Regions from separate parts of the Mus musculus genome. Here all the other regions are linked to region 2. A link is a contact called in public HiCAR-type, HiChIP or PLAC-seq and promoter capture Hi-C data. All regions are on one chromosome and are shown on one strand. The core of a region is the stretch at or near the end of the contact, and the rest is flanking DNA. Distances in the headings are between cores, read along the strand shown.

Region 1 (2,700 bases), core at 42-2,541, 1.4 Mb after region 2:
CAGTAAGCAACCCACATCTTAAAAAGCAACGTCTCTGTTGACAGAGAGAACCTTTGCTTCCCTTCACCGGCATTTAACACACTAGTTCATTTGGAGAGCATCAGGTTCTGTACGTTATAAACAGGTTGTATGCAGAGTACACAGGAGCTACGATGTCGTCTGCACACTGTGGAAACCCAAGCTTAATACAATTGTTTAAAAAAGCCGCACCAGGAAATAAAGTCTTATTCATATCTTCCTTTTCACAGGATAAAAGGAGGTAACTTGAATGCTCCAATGAGCAGTTTCTCAGCATTATTTTTCTACCATGATCAAAATGATGACAGAAGAGAGAAAAAAGTTATATATTTTTTATTTCATACCTCTGGCTATCACTTCAATGCTAAACTCTTAAAAAACAAAAATGAGATCGTAAGTTGATTCCAAGCTACAAACAAACAAACAAACAAAAAGTCTAGAGAAAGACTTGGGCTCCACAGTGAAGCAAAGCAAAACAGCTCTGCTCTTCAAGTGGCGTCTCCGACCCGGTACTGTTGCCATGGTATCCCGCGCAGGCGCAGAGAACACCTTCACAGCCCGGGCGTCGCTTCGGTAACCCATGATTTGTCGCTAGGAAAGGGCAGTTGGAGTAAATCCTTCTCGCACCTAATGCCCGGAGCTTTTTGAACAGTAAGACTCGCACCGGCAACTAAGGGCGCGCTTCTGGGACCGCAGAACTGCTTTCCAGGCGGCCAGAGCCAGGGGAGGTCTTGTGGGATCATTCCGCCGCGATGCGGGACCCTCCCGGTGGCTGGACCTCTGCCACCAACCAGGGCAGGGAAGGTCTTGCTCAGGCACAAAAGCCCACGCGCTCCATTAGGAGCTCACGAGCTACTGTGGTCCAGTTCCTGGGCCGAGGCACCCTGGCACACACCACAACCCGGTGCTCGCGGCTGAGATTGCCCAGAAAGAATTCGAGCACCTGCTCGCGCAACGCTGGAGAGGCAGTCCGGTGCTCCTCTTCCTGCTCCCGGCCCTCTCCCTGTCCCCCACCCCCACCCCCTCCAAAGCACTGACCTGCTCAGCTCTGAGTATCCCGCTGATGAAGGATCCTCGGAGTTTTTGTAACCGGCTCAACCTCCCAAATGCTGGAGTGATCTGCTAGTGTCCCGGTGTGACTCCAACCCCAATTCCTCCAAAACAGCCCCCCAGCCCAAGATGGGCACCACTACACACCAGCCAACAGAACCAACAGAGGAGCTCCAAGTAAAGACCAGCGCTGCCGCCACAACCTGCTTTCTCATTCAAATCCTCATGCTCACATTGGAGCACCCTCCCTCTTAACCCTCAGCTCAGGGCAAATCCGGAACTGGAGCGCGCGCGAGTGGACTGGAGCGCCATCGAGGAACAGGAGCCAAGAACTGGACGTGGACCCCTTATGAAGATGCTACTGCTAGGCATAGGCCAGAACCCCTGGGAATAAAGATCTTCTTCTGTCCTCCCTCGCAGCAAATTTCAAAGAATTCCAAGACCAGGGACACCTCTGATAGATTTTCAGTTTAGGTGGCTAGCGGGTTAAAGACGCTGCTGGAACAAAGTTGGAGAGTTCAGGGGAAGCGAACTGTGCAATGTTCTTACAAGAGTTTGAACCGCTTCAAAAATAAAACACCAAACGACTAATCCTTTCTTTCCTCCCCCTTCCCCCTCCCCCCTTCTCCCTTTCCAATAAATATAGCATCTGTTATTTTCAACTATCCATTTTGAGTAAAATCAAATTGAGGAACAGGGAGTGCAGGTTATAGGATGCTTTGTTATCCCTCAGTCTCTTCCAAATATCACTCGTTGGCATTAATTAACAAGCCAGTTAATTGTCAGTTCACCCGCTAGCGGGCTGGAAAAGCTAATGTGCTGTTAAAGAGCACACAGGCGGCAGCGGAACGTTTGCACCCAGCAAGTGTTCAAAAGCTGAGTAAAGATGAGATCTGAGCGCACTAACAGTAGAAAGGGAATAGCGTGCTGCGGAGTGATCCGGCTTCAAGATTCCAGGACTTGGCTTTTATCAGTCTTGATTCAACCTGTCCTATTGTTAGTTCAAAGCCTAACTGGGAGGAACTGAGGACAAGACCCTCCGTGTACCATTCAAAGTAAAACTTCCCTCCAGTAAGAAAGTCAGGAGCTCTGGCATGGCAACATGGAATTAGCAGGGGTTGTCTGGGCCTGGTGACAACATAAACAAAAGTCTTTTTTTCTTCCATGAGTGAATTTGTTCAGGAAGTAATAAAGGAGAGTCTGAGGCTGGAGAGATCACTAGTCCTCTTTGACTGACAGTGGGGGAGTGGGAGGAGGGATGCTCAGTGACCTCTCAGCACAAGATATAGTATTTCACCTTTTCATCCGTCTTAGCCTAGCCGATACCATAGAAACAACCCATTTGTATTATTCAGTTCAACAGAGGCAATTACAATGTGACGGCAAAGCATCATGGGCAAAAAGAAACTTTATCCTGAAAGCTATCCTGGACGCTTGGAAAAAAAAGAAAGAAAAAAGCAACCAGACTAGTTACAGACTACAAGGAAGAATTCAATTTAGAAAAGGAATTGCAAGGTCTTTTGGCTTCATAAGGAAAAATATTTAATTTCCTAATTTTTCTTTCTTCCTTTGTCCTCTCCCCCTTTTTTTCTTTACCCAGATCGCAAACACCTAATTTACAGGAAATTAAGT
Region 2 (2,700 bases), core at 148-2,647:
AAATGAAAAGAGAAAAATCAATGCTCACTTCCACATGGCAGGTGAATAAACAACACTGGCATTTGCTAAAGTGGAAGTTTGGGGATGGGACTGGGATCAAGGGGTCAACTAATAAAAAAAGCCTAGCCCTGAGGTGTGCACATATGAAATCCCAGCACTGGGAATGAAAAGAGGACTAGGAGTACAAGGTCAGCCTGCACTATGTAGCATCAATATCCAGGGCACAAGTTACGTGTGTCCTGTGTATATCTGGAAAGATCCGCTTATTGAACTTATTTGTTTAGGTATTTCTTTCCCCCTATTAGAATGCAAAGGTCTTTAGCATTCAAAAAAGCATGTATGAAACAGTGTCCAAACACTTAAAGATTCTGCGCAATGATGGAGTTACTTAGACCAGGTCACTCAAAAACCATTATGTTTGCTGGGTTGGTGGTGCACACCTCTAATCTCGGAGGTAGGTGGATCTCTGTGTGTTCAGGGCCAACCTGATTTACAGAGCAGGTTCAGAACAGCCAAGGCTACACAAACCCTGTCTCAGGTAAAACAAAACAAAACAAAACAAAACAAAACAAAACAGACAACAAAAACACGATGCTTCCTATACTACAGGTCTTCAAGATACAAACCAAACTGACAATTTCCTGATGAAATTAGCCAAATACTTCTCTACAGCGTCTTCCTTTCAATAAGTCTTAAAAGAGGCGCTGCTAGTCAACAGAAAATTCAGAACAGAAAGGGAGAAAAAAAAAAAAAAAAAGACCAGCATATGACTCACTTTAATGCTAATACTATTACCTAAACTACTTTTTTCTCCAAGATCTACACACTTAAGACAGTGTTTTAATGCTTTTGTTGGCTGCTTCGGGGAAAAAACTTAAAGGTGACAGCAAGCATTCTAAATGATTGCATCCCCTAATAAGAGTCGGCTTGGCTAGAGTCTGAATTTAGCATTCACCCTCAGTTCAGTTCTCAAGTCCGTAAACAGAGCATGCATCGGCTGCAGCAGTGATGGCTTGGGATGGAGGCGCAACCCATCGGGTGACCCGTTACCCGGGGCTCGACAGAGGTTGCATCGAGCTCGAGCAAACGCCAGGGAGAGCAAACGCGTCCTGACGAGACCTCCATACCTCCTGCCTCTCAGCCTCCTTGTTCTTCTGCGTCTGCTTCTTGGCGTACCACAGGCCGATCTCGCGACCCTTAAGGTGTGCGGGATGCCGGCCCCGGCCGCCGCGGCCCCCTCCGCCGCCGCCCGAGCCCCGGCTCCCTCCGCCGCCGCCGCCGCTGGAGCCCTGGCCGGAGCCCCGTGGGCCCCCATCGCGGCTCCAGCTCTGATGATAGTCGTAGCTCATTGTCGGAGCCGACTAGCAGCTCTGCCAAAACTCAACCGCTGAAAATGGCGTCCGGGCCCGGAAGCGGGCGCACATTCCCCTCTGCTTTGCTTCCGGCGCCCAGCGCGAGAGGGCGGGACGTTGAGTGTCACAAGCAGACATTTCCGGTGACGTCACGGACGGCGCCAGCGGTGTGAGCCGCGGTTCGTGTTCTGGCCAGAAACTTAGCTCCTGGGTGGGCGTCCTTCGGATGGCGGGGAATTTAAACTAGCCTGAGAAAATGTGGAAATTTGAGTGAATTTTAATTACTTTGTTAAACCTAGAACTTATTTGCAAAGCCATGCAAATACATACCCAACAAAACCATCGACCATTGTGTACTCTGTCCTCAAAGACCAAAGAAGTTCTTATTTCTTAGAAAACGCCTGGCACCTCTTTCAGTCAAATATACGCACCCAAATACCTTCTTTAAAGACTCTCTAATACTAGGCTTGGAGAGACGGCTCAGCCGTTAAGAGCACTGACTGCTCCTCCTAGAAGTCATGAGTTCAATTCCTAGCAACCACATGGTTGCTCACAACCATCCATAATCAAATCCCATACCCTCTTTTGGTGTGTCTGAAAACAGCTATAGTAAACTCATATACATAAAATAAATAAATCTTAAAAAAAAAAAAAAACTTTAATCCTGGAACTTGGGTGTCAGCTCAATTGATAAGAGTGCTTGCCTGGCATGGTTTTAATCCCAAACAGTATAAACGGTGTTGTGGTGCAGGTATGCAATCTCAGCAAACAGCAGATGGAAGATGATAAATCAGAATTTGACCCTTAGCTGTATAATGAGTTTGAGGCTGTCATAGGTTACTTGTATCTAATCTGGCAGTTCCTCAGAAAATTAGAAATAGTTCTACCTGAAGACCCAACTATACCACTCTTGTGAATATATGAGAAGATGTCCTACCATACCACAAGGACATGTGCTCCACTATGTTCATAACAGCCTTATATGTAATTGCCAGAAGCTGGAAACAACCAAAGAATGGATACAGAAAATGTGGTTCATTTACTCAGTGGAATACTATTCAGCTATTAAAAATGAGGACATCATGAATTTTGCATGCAAATGAATGGAACAAGAAAATATCCTGATCATCGAAGTAATCCAGACCCAAATGGACATGCATGGTACGTACTCAATGATAAGTGGATATTAACTAAAAAAGTACAGAATACCTAGGATACAATCCACAGTACTTAAAGTTTAACAAGCAGAAAGGCTCAAATGAGGATGCTTCAATCCCACTTAGAAGGGGGAAGAAAATAATCATGGGGGCAGAGGGATGGAGGTAGCCGAATGGAAGGGGGAGGGGAA
Region 3 (2,700 bases), core at 175-2,674, 1.4 Mb after region 2:
TGTTCCGGGCAGGGCATGGTGCTGCACACCTTTAATCCTAGCACTCGGGAGGCAGAGGCAGGCAGATTTCTGAGTTCGAGGCCAGCCTGGTCTACAAAGTGAGTCAGGACAGCCAGGGCTATACAGAGAAACTCTGTCTCAAAACAAACAAACAAAAAAGTTGTTGTTCCTTCCAAATACGTTGTCCTGGCTTTTGGCTACTCATTTTCCTAATCATCTGTCTCCCTGTTTGCCTCAGATTTTGCTTCTGCTACCTTCCCTCCCCAGAGAATCCCCTAGGCCTCATTTCTAGACCGTTTTCTGTACCTTTCTGACGTTGTTTCAAGATGTCTGTCAAGACTAGGGCTTTACCCACTCCACCAGGTTTATGCAGCTCACTCTCACTCAGCTTTACGTCCAGTTCTGATTTCCCATTGAACACTGTTGCCTCAAGCCTACAACTGTACTTTAAAGTCTAATGGGCTGTCTTCAAGATCAGTCTCCAAATTTTAATGTCCAAGGGCTCTACAGCTTTTCCCAGTAAATCATTTACTACGACTGCTCCATGACAGGAACCACCACCACCACAGGGACTTTAGCAGTCCTTTATCTGGTAGTAGACTGGCTGTCTAAGTGTCTCTTCTATGATTGAATTTCAGTGTCTTCTCTTGTTTCACTTAAAAAGAAAACACGAGAGGCAGGCGGATTTCTTTCTGAGTTCGAGACCAGACTGGTCTACAAAGTGAGTTCCAGGACAGCCAGGGCTATACAGAGAAACCCTGTCTCAAAAAACCAAAAAAACAAACAAACAAACAAAAAAAAAAAAAAACCAAAAAAAAAAAAAAAACAACCCCAAAACCCAAAACCAAAACAACTGGGGATACAGTTCAGTGGTAAGCACTACAATGCTTACCAAAGTTCGAACCCCAGCCCTGGAAAAACCCATCCTGGCTCTGCTCTGTTAAGGCCTCTCGGGCTTCTCTGCTCTTCCTGGGTATCCAGCCCGCCATACTGAATGAGGAGCTACTCTTGGGCCAGCCCTGTGGTGTCCCCAGCCCTGCGCCAGCCTCCAGGCCTGACCACCGCCGCCGCCAGGAGGGCAAATGAGGCGATGTCGCCTCCCTGGCCATTTCCCCTGTGGCCCGGCTGTCTTTCCGCCCCTGCGGGTCCTCTTCCAGGCCTGCCGCGATCACTCCGCTCAGGCTAGCCCACCCCGCCGGGCTGTGGCACCTGGACAAGGCGCAGATGGTTGTCTGCCCATTGCGACACCCGTGTCACCACGTTGGCCTCCCCTCGGTCGCGGTCCGGCGCCTGCGACCCGAGGCTCGCGGGCGGCCGCGCCATGTTCCGGCGTCCAGCAAGCCTTGCGGGCGCCCCCTGGTGGGCGGTAGGGGTCGCTGCGCTGCACGGCTCCGGGGTCCCCGCCCATTCTGGGCGTTTGCACTCTTGTCTCTGCGTGTCCTTGGTGGTACCAAGCCAGCCAGGACAGCAGAACAACACAAAAATGCCGTGAAAAGATAAGACATCTGTGTAAATATGCACAGTCTCTTATTCTTGCTACTTTTTCTATAAGCTTGTATTTTTATTATTTTGTTGTTTTTTACATTTTTGAGACAGGTTTCTCTGTGTAGCCCTGGCTATCCTGTAACTAGCTCCGCAGACCAGGCTAGTTCTAACTCAGAAATCCACTTGCCATATTTTATGGTGCTGGAGAGCACACCCAGAAACACATATGGCATCAACCTTTGTTTCTTTAGAAACAGGGTTTATGTTTCTAAAGGCTGGCCTCAGCGTCCTAATCTTTAGCTTCCCCCATACAGAGGCTTCTGCTGTGTTTCCGTGTGCCTGGCTTTCTAAATATTTTTAATGCCAAGAATAATAAAGGAAAGAGAGATGGAGATATACTTATTTGTTAAGCTGAAATGTGCATTGTGTAATAAATTTAACTTTGGCCCAAAGAGAGATCTGGCCTTTCCCATTGTGCCTGGCAATTCTAAAATATCTTACCTGATAAAATTATGTTTTACTCTGAGGCTTTTGAGCCTGTAAGAAAATCTAACAACCCACTTGTGGTGGTCCTCAGCTTGACCTCCAGAGGGGCTAACGACCGACCTGTTGGTGCATGGTAAAAACTCTGCACACAGGTGCTGGGAAGCATCACTGGCTGCATTGTTCCATGCTTTCTCACACCTGGTTGCTGAAAGGAATCAGTGTTGCTCAGGACTCCACAAGTGAACATGTTTTTAAAACCAAATACCCCACCTGAGGGTGCCCTTTGTCGCTCCCAAACTCTACAGTTAGTACTAGAAGCATTAGACGTCTTGGGACTATTGTTTAACTCTGTTTGGTTCATTATATTTAAAATGTTACAGGAGAACTTTCCTAACACTTGAGGCCCTGGGCTAGATCTCTATCTAGCATTGCAAAAATATAAAACAAAAAATGAAAATTCAAAAAAAAAACTTACCTTACAGAAATCAAATATATAACAGTGTGAATTAGTGTTTCCACACCCCATAGTTTTATGACTGACAGTAGCATATCACACTCACTTGTGAGGCCTTTGTTATTACTTGCTTATATGATGTGCACACACAGGTACCTATGTCAAAAGCACCAGAGAGGAAAAGAAGACATTACTCCTCTATCTCTATAGCTTTGTAAATGGACAATAGGAAAATAGTCCCTTAAAGATGTGAAGTATCTAGTTGTACTTTCATA
Region 4 (2,700 bases), core at 131-2,630, 1.5 Mb before region 2:
TCAAGTCCTCAGGCTTGGCGGTAAGTGCCTAATGCCTTTAGTGGCTGAGACAGATCACCAACTCCTTGAGTGTTTTTAAGGGAACAAAGTCATTTAATATATGAAACTAGAATGAAATGGCTATAGAATATAATCGAAGGTATTCTATCCTCGTACTTTTTTTTTACAAGAAAAAATGTATTTGTTAATATGGCACATAAAATACATTAATCAGTAGATTGTCAAGAAGGGCTTGGTTCCATTCTTGGGTGGGTCTGTTTAATCATGTCTTCAGGTAGGAAACAATCCATTTAGTTTACAATTAAACACTTTTTTTTTATATATTGCCCACATTTTTTATGCATTTGGAACCCTAGACTAAGATTTACAAAAAATAAAATAATTACATTGGTCTCTGTCTAAATTTGAAAGGTATCTACTAGAGGAACAGGCATTTTAAGAAATAAGATTCACAATAAAGCCAAACTGTAAAGTTATCCCTCAACAAATGAACCCTCTTTCTTTATAAAGCTGTGTTTAATATTCAGCTTGATTCAGAATCATTTTCACTGTAGTCTCTATTATTTAAATGTATGTAAATGGTAACTGGAGGTTGGAGGGAGGGCGCTTGTTCTTTCCAGCAAGTGTTAGCAGTCAAGTTGGACTGATGATGTGTGCTGCGTTAACTAAGCAGTTAGACCAGGTTCTTATGTACATTCTCACAATAATGTTACCAGTGATGCCGGTGTATTAGCATTTTTCTAAGTAGTGCAAAAAATAGTATTTGGATAAAGCAAACAACAATAAAAACAAACAGACATGAAGGGCAGAAAGCGACTTGCCCATGCCGCTTACCACCCTCACTCATTCAGAGCTGGCACCCTCTGGGATCAGCAGGTTCCTACACGCGTTGGGCAAAGCAAGGCGCTGTGCAGGGCCAGGGCGTGCCCACCTGCAAACCGCTGGTTGTCTGGAGCCTGCAAACACCTTGCGAGTTCCGGGGAGGCTCCGGAGATGTCTGTCTCAGACTGCTCAGCTCAAAGCTTTAGACACAACGCTGCCAGCGTCCAGAAGGTTTTCAGCGTGTCAGCAACTTCACTTTACAGAGCTAGCTGGTGGAGGACCGAGGAAACCCCTCCAGCCATACGCTGGCCAGAAGCCACCGCTGCCCTAGAGCACCTTTTGTTCTGACCACTGATTCGAGTGGTGGCGGCCTTGCCAGGCGTGCAGGGGCACCGCGATCTCTGCTTCCAGAGGCCACCTCCCGCCCTGGGCGCCCAGCCCTGAGCCGGCGGCCCGGAGCTTGCACGGCGGAGACACGCCCCTTGCCTCCCCGCGGAGCACAGACTCGCCCGGGCTCCTAGGCTCCGCCCACCCCGCTGGGAGCCTGGCTTTCTCTCCTGCCCCCTGCACTCGAGACCCAGCCGAGCGCGGAGACGAGCTGCAGCCTTCATGGACTGTGAGCGGGGTACAGGGTAGGTAGTACGCCAGGGTCCGAGGCCACGCGCTCTCCAAAAGACCTCCAAGGTTGAGCGCGGGCTCAGAATGTGGCCGGAAGAAGAGTCGCGGCGTCCCTGGTGAAGGTCCCGGGTTGCAAGGTAGGGAGTAGGCAGATGGCCAGGCAAAGTTGATCAGAGAGGAGGTGGTTGGCCTGCGCCTTCGGGCCGCTGGGAACAGCCGAACTACTTGGACTTGACCCGCCGCGCCCCAGGCGCTCTGAGCAGCGCCTATCAGTCGCCCTGCGCGGGAGCGCACTTGCAAACTTGGTGGAGGTGCCCTGCGCGTCCTGTTGTGTAACCTCCGCGCCGCCAGCTGGACCGGGAAGTTGCCCGCACGTCCTTCAGCTTAGATCGGTCGCAGCTCCGGGCGAATTTCATGGCCCGCGACAAAAGCGCGGCCAGAGCCGGCGTGGGCGAGCCCCTGCGCGCTCCGACCCGTGGGGAACTCCCGCGCGCGGTCCCTGGCCTGCGCCTCCGATGCGCGCTGAGTCTCTCGCCGCTGCTGCCCGCTCGCCGCGGTCTGCCCTTTCTAGTAGCTGCCTGAGTTGGAAAGAAGAGGATGACCGAGGTGCCTTGGTCGGTTGTCCCCAACGGGACGGATGCTGCCTTTCTGGCGGGCCTGGGCTCGCTTTGGGGAAACAGTACTGTCGCCTCAACTGCAGCAGTTTCCTCTTCATTCCAATGTGCCCTGACCAAGACCGGTTTCCAGTTCTACTACCTGCCGGCTGTCTACATTTTAGTGTTCATCATAGGCTTCCTAGGCAACAGCGTGGCTATCTGGATGTTCGTTTTCCACATGAAGCCTTGGAGCGGCATCTCCGTGTACATGTTCAATTTGGCTCTGGCTGACTTTTTATACGTGCTCACCCTACCAGCCCTCATCTTCTACTACTTCAACAAGACTGACTGGATCTTCGGGGATGCTATGTGCAAGCTGCAGAGATTCATCTTCCACGTAAATCTCTACGGTAGCATCTTGTTCCTCACCTGCATCAGCGCACACAGGTACAGTGGCGTGGTGTACCCTCTCAAGTCTCTGGGCAGGCTCAAGAAGAAGAATGCCATTTATGTCAGCGTGCTGGTGTGGCTCATTGTGGTGGTGGCCATCTCCCCTATTCTCTTCTACTCTGGCACTGGGACTCGGAAAAACAAAACTGTCACCTGCTATGACACCACGTCCAATGATTACCTGCGAAGTTATTTCATCTACAGTATGTGCACG
Region 5 (2,700 bases), core at 9-2,508, 1.3 Mb before region 2:
AGCTGTGTCAAGTTGACACAAAATTAGCCAGTACAGCATCCCATCTGCAATAGTGTCTGGATTTAGTGTATGCATGTGGGATGGATCCCCCGATGCCAGGAATGCAAGAGCCTCCCAGGACCCCATGGTGATGACATTAGCTGAAATATCCCAGAAAAGAGTGATAGAACCTGTCTGAGACCACATCCAGAGGTTAGGCAAGCCCTGCACCCCCCCCCCCCCCGCCCCGGTTGAGGGATGGAGCCACCCACCTGTCTCCAAAATTTTAACCCAGAATTGCTCCTGTTTCTAAGAACTACCTGACATCCTACCAAAGAGAGTTAAGGCCCAGAGTTTGGTGATGGACTGATACTGAAACAGTGGATAAAAGGTGACTGAGTGAGCTGGTAATGTGCAAGGAAGAGTGAGACAACAACACACAGAAGCACCCAAACCAAGTATGAGCCCAGACAGCTCCCTAGTGAGTCCTTTTCTGGACAGTAGCACTTGCAGGTGCAACTCTGGGTTTAGAGGAAAGTAGAAAAACAGAAAGAGAGGAAGAACCAAGGAAAGGCAGGAATGCAGATATCCCAAGGGTGAGGACCCAGGAGAGATGCAAAGACAGAGATGATCAGAATCCAGAGCTAAAGCCTTACACATGGACAAGTTGGATAATATAAAGATATCACTCTGGGTTTCATCCCCCTAGGGATCCTCAATTACAGATCTCTTGATCATAAAGTGACAACCAATAGAACATTCTCCAACATTTTAAGTGGATAGTTGACTTAAACTTTGTACCAAAGTTGCATACAGCCCAACTTCTGTTGATTCTTGTATTAGTCTAGAACCACTAAGGTGCTGGGATAGATGAAGTGGATGACAGAGAATGCATCAATGAAAGAATATCAAATCCATAATACTTGATTCATAATTACATAATACTGAATAAATAATTCTACCGTGTTTAATCACAATAAACCTCAGATTTCAAAGAGACCTTATTTCTATAACTTTTCACCATTTCCAGACAAAGTGCAGGAAGCAACAAAAGATATGACAAGTACTAAGCATTTGCTGATACTCGAAGCTTGGGCTTTCTGATCCATGAGGACAGAACATGAAGCAACACCTGAGGCAAGCCATCAGTGCTTACATCGATGTCTTCTTTCATTTTGATTATGAGGTTTGCTGGTTTTAACGAACCTCTGCTAGCTATCATTATAGGGAAGTTTCCAGGCCTAACATAGTTCCTGTATTTTAGAAGTGGTTAATGCCTGTCAGACACTAGTGTAAGTCATTGTGAGTGTGCCAGGAAATCAAAGCCCCAAAGTTGAGGAAGAGGTATTTACCGTAATGCAACAATGGAAGATAGTTAAAGTCCGTGCAGTCCCTAACCCAAAGCTATGGGCTAATTTAACCCTTTGTATTTTCAGGACTAATATGGCTCATTCTCATTACACTTTGAATGCATTGCTATTATCCCTAGATCATAGGACAGGGCTGAGGTGCCGATGACTTTCTTTAGATCACACAACTAGTGACAGTACAAACTAAGTTCCCATAATATCTTGCTAGTTCACTGGGGTGACAGTTAAAGAAGATCAAATACAAACAGGGGCCAGGTTCTTGTGTTTGCAATGGGTCTGCAGAAATCAATGAGTCAGCTTGTGGAAAGATTAAAATCATTTCCAATTATCAAGAACACAAAAGCACAACTGAGTACCTCTAAGAAAGAGGAGGGGTTTGTTTGCTCCTATTCACTGAGAGAATGGCGTTTTTGTTTACACTCCATCTCCTGTGTTTTCCATGAATTCCACACCAAGTGGACTCAACTCATTTCTAATGATACCACTTCTTGATGGTATCACTTCCTCTCATTGCTTGAATATAAGAGGATGCCCCTGCCCACCTTGGCCTTGTGTACTGGGGGCTGAGCTGCCTTCTGATGGCCTTTGAGGTTGATCTGGAGAGCTCACACATATCAATGCATTGACCCCTTGATGAATTTATAATATGGTGGAGTCATAGGAAGACAGGGTCCAGTACAGGAAAATAGGCCACAAGGAGACTGCCCTTGCCCTCAGAACAACTTCACAGCTATAGCTTGACCTAGTACCACATAAAAACCCTTTCCTCTGTTTCCTGTCTACCATGAGGTGAGCAGTTTCTTCCACAAGCCCTTTTCTGCCCTGATTCACTCCACCATGGGAAGGGCCCTCTGAAACCACAAAGCAAAACAAACTTAAGTTCTGTATCAGATATTTGGTCACTGCAATGCAAAAGTAATTACCATACTTCTCCTTGTATAATTTGTTATAGACCACAGCACCGCAAGATAAATGTTAAATTTCTTGGTGTCACCCATGAAGGGCTTCTCCATAAATGTGCTCTCTGCTGACTTCTAAGTCATTTCTGCCAACTTCTTCCCCTGCATCACAAGTCTACAGCTAACATGGACTTTTTTGCCTAGCCTCTCATATACAATATTTTAAAGAAACAAGTTTTTCTTTTCTTCAAGCCACAATGTGAAGACAATTTGCCTTGAAGCTAACATAGAGGCTGTATAGCAACAATGATTACAGAATTATAATGCCTAATGCTAAATGTTTGGCCCAGCAATCTTGAATTTAATCAGTCCTCTCTGTGCTCAGTCATGTGCTTTTATTTTTGAGGACTACACTCCATCTGTTAGCGGCTCTCTGTTCTTTGGCTCTAGCC

Evidence for each region. Promoter capture Hi-C pulls out the DNA fragments that hold promoters and counts their contacts. HiCAR-type assays count read pairs that join an accessible place to other places. HiChIP or PLAC-seq counts read pairs in DNA pulled down with a chosen protein or histone mark.
Region 1: a promoter capture Hi-C map of hippocampal neurons shows a contact between it and region 2, with 6 times the contacts expected there. The contact joins the promoter of Plch1 here to the promoter of Dhx36 in region 2. A contact is called at or near these places in 2 of 39 promoter capture datasets (cranial neural crest and hippocampal neurons) and 2 of 115 datasets of contacts at active chromatin or transcription factors (astrocytes and embryonic forebrain).
Region 3: a contact with region 2 is called in a promoter capture Hi-C map of hippocampal neurons, with 8 times the contacts expected there. The contact joins the promoter of E130311K13Rik here to the promoter of Dhx36 in region 2. A contact is called at or near these places in 5 of 39 promoter capture datasets (the C10 cell line, frontonasal cranial neural crest, hippocampal neurons and 2 more) and 2 of 115 datasets of contacts at active chromatin or transcription factors (embryonic limb bud and large pre-B cells).
Region 4: a contact with region 2 is called in a HiCAR-type map of astrocytes, with 5 times the contacts expected there. The contact joins the promoter of P2ry1 here to the promoter of Dhx36 in region 2. A contact is called at or near these places in 1 of 39 promoter capture datasets (hippocampal neurons) and 1 of 115 datasets of contacts at active chromatin or transcription factors (astrocytes).
Region 5: an H3K4me3 HiChIP or PLAC-seq map of bone marrow-derived macrophages shows a contact between it and region 2, with 6 times the contacts expected there. The contact joins the enhancer-like site here to the promoter of Dhx36 in region 2. A contact is called at or near these places in 1 of 39 promoter capture datasets (hippocampal neurons), 4 of 115 datasets of contacts at active chromatin or transcription factors (bone marrow-derived macrophages, embryonic forebrain, forebrain and 1 more) and 1 of 9 other capture datasets (adipose tissue).

What each region holds. Positions count from the first base shown.
Region 1 is chr3:63,898,171-63,900,870 of GRCm38.p6, forward strand. Plch1 (phospholipase C, eta 1) reads right to left here and starts at 1,292. Exons shown (of 24, transcript NM_001370984.1): 1 at 1,057-1,292.
Region 2 is chr3:62,505,591-62,508,290 of GRCm38.p6, forward strand. Dhx36 (DEAH (Asp-Glu-Ala-His) box polypeptide 36) reads right to left here and starts at 1,398. Exons shown (of 25, transcript NM_028136.2): 1 at 1,128-1,398. The coding sequence starts at 1,349.
Region 3 is chr3:63,928,048-63,930,747 of GRCm38.p6, forward strand. E130311K13Rik (RIKEN cDNA E130311K13 gene) reads right to left here and starts at 1,425. Exons shown (of 5, transcript NM_177856.5): 1 at 1,210-1,425. The coding sequence starts at 1,323.
Region 4 is chr3:61,001,405-61,004,104 of GRCm38.p6, forward strand. It overlaps P2ry1 (purinergic receptor P2Y, G-protein coupled 1), which reads left to right and starts at 1,381. Exons shown (of 2, transcript NM_008772.5): 1 at 1,381-2,700. The coding sequence starts at 2,038.
Region 5 is chr3:61,240,338-61,243,037 of GRCm38.p6, forward strand. No RefSeq gene overlaps it. Among named protein-coding and RNA genes, the nearest start is that of Rap2b, 120 kb to the right of the region's middle. Within about 2 kb of position 1,259, at least 16 of the 459 cell types and tissues checked have an H3K27ac peak or open chromatin away from gene starts, as enhancers often do. A contact at or near this core is called in bone marrow-derived macrophages, where this site is marked.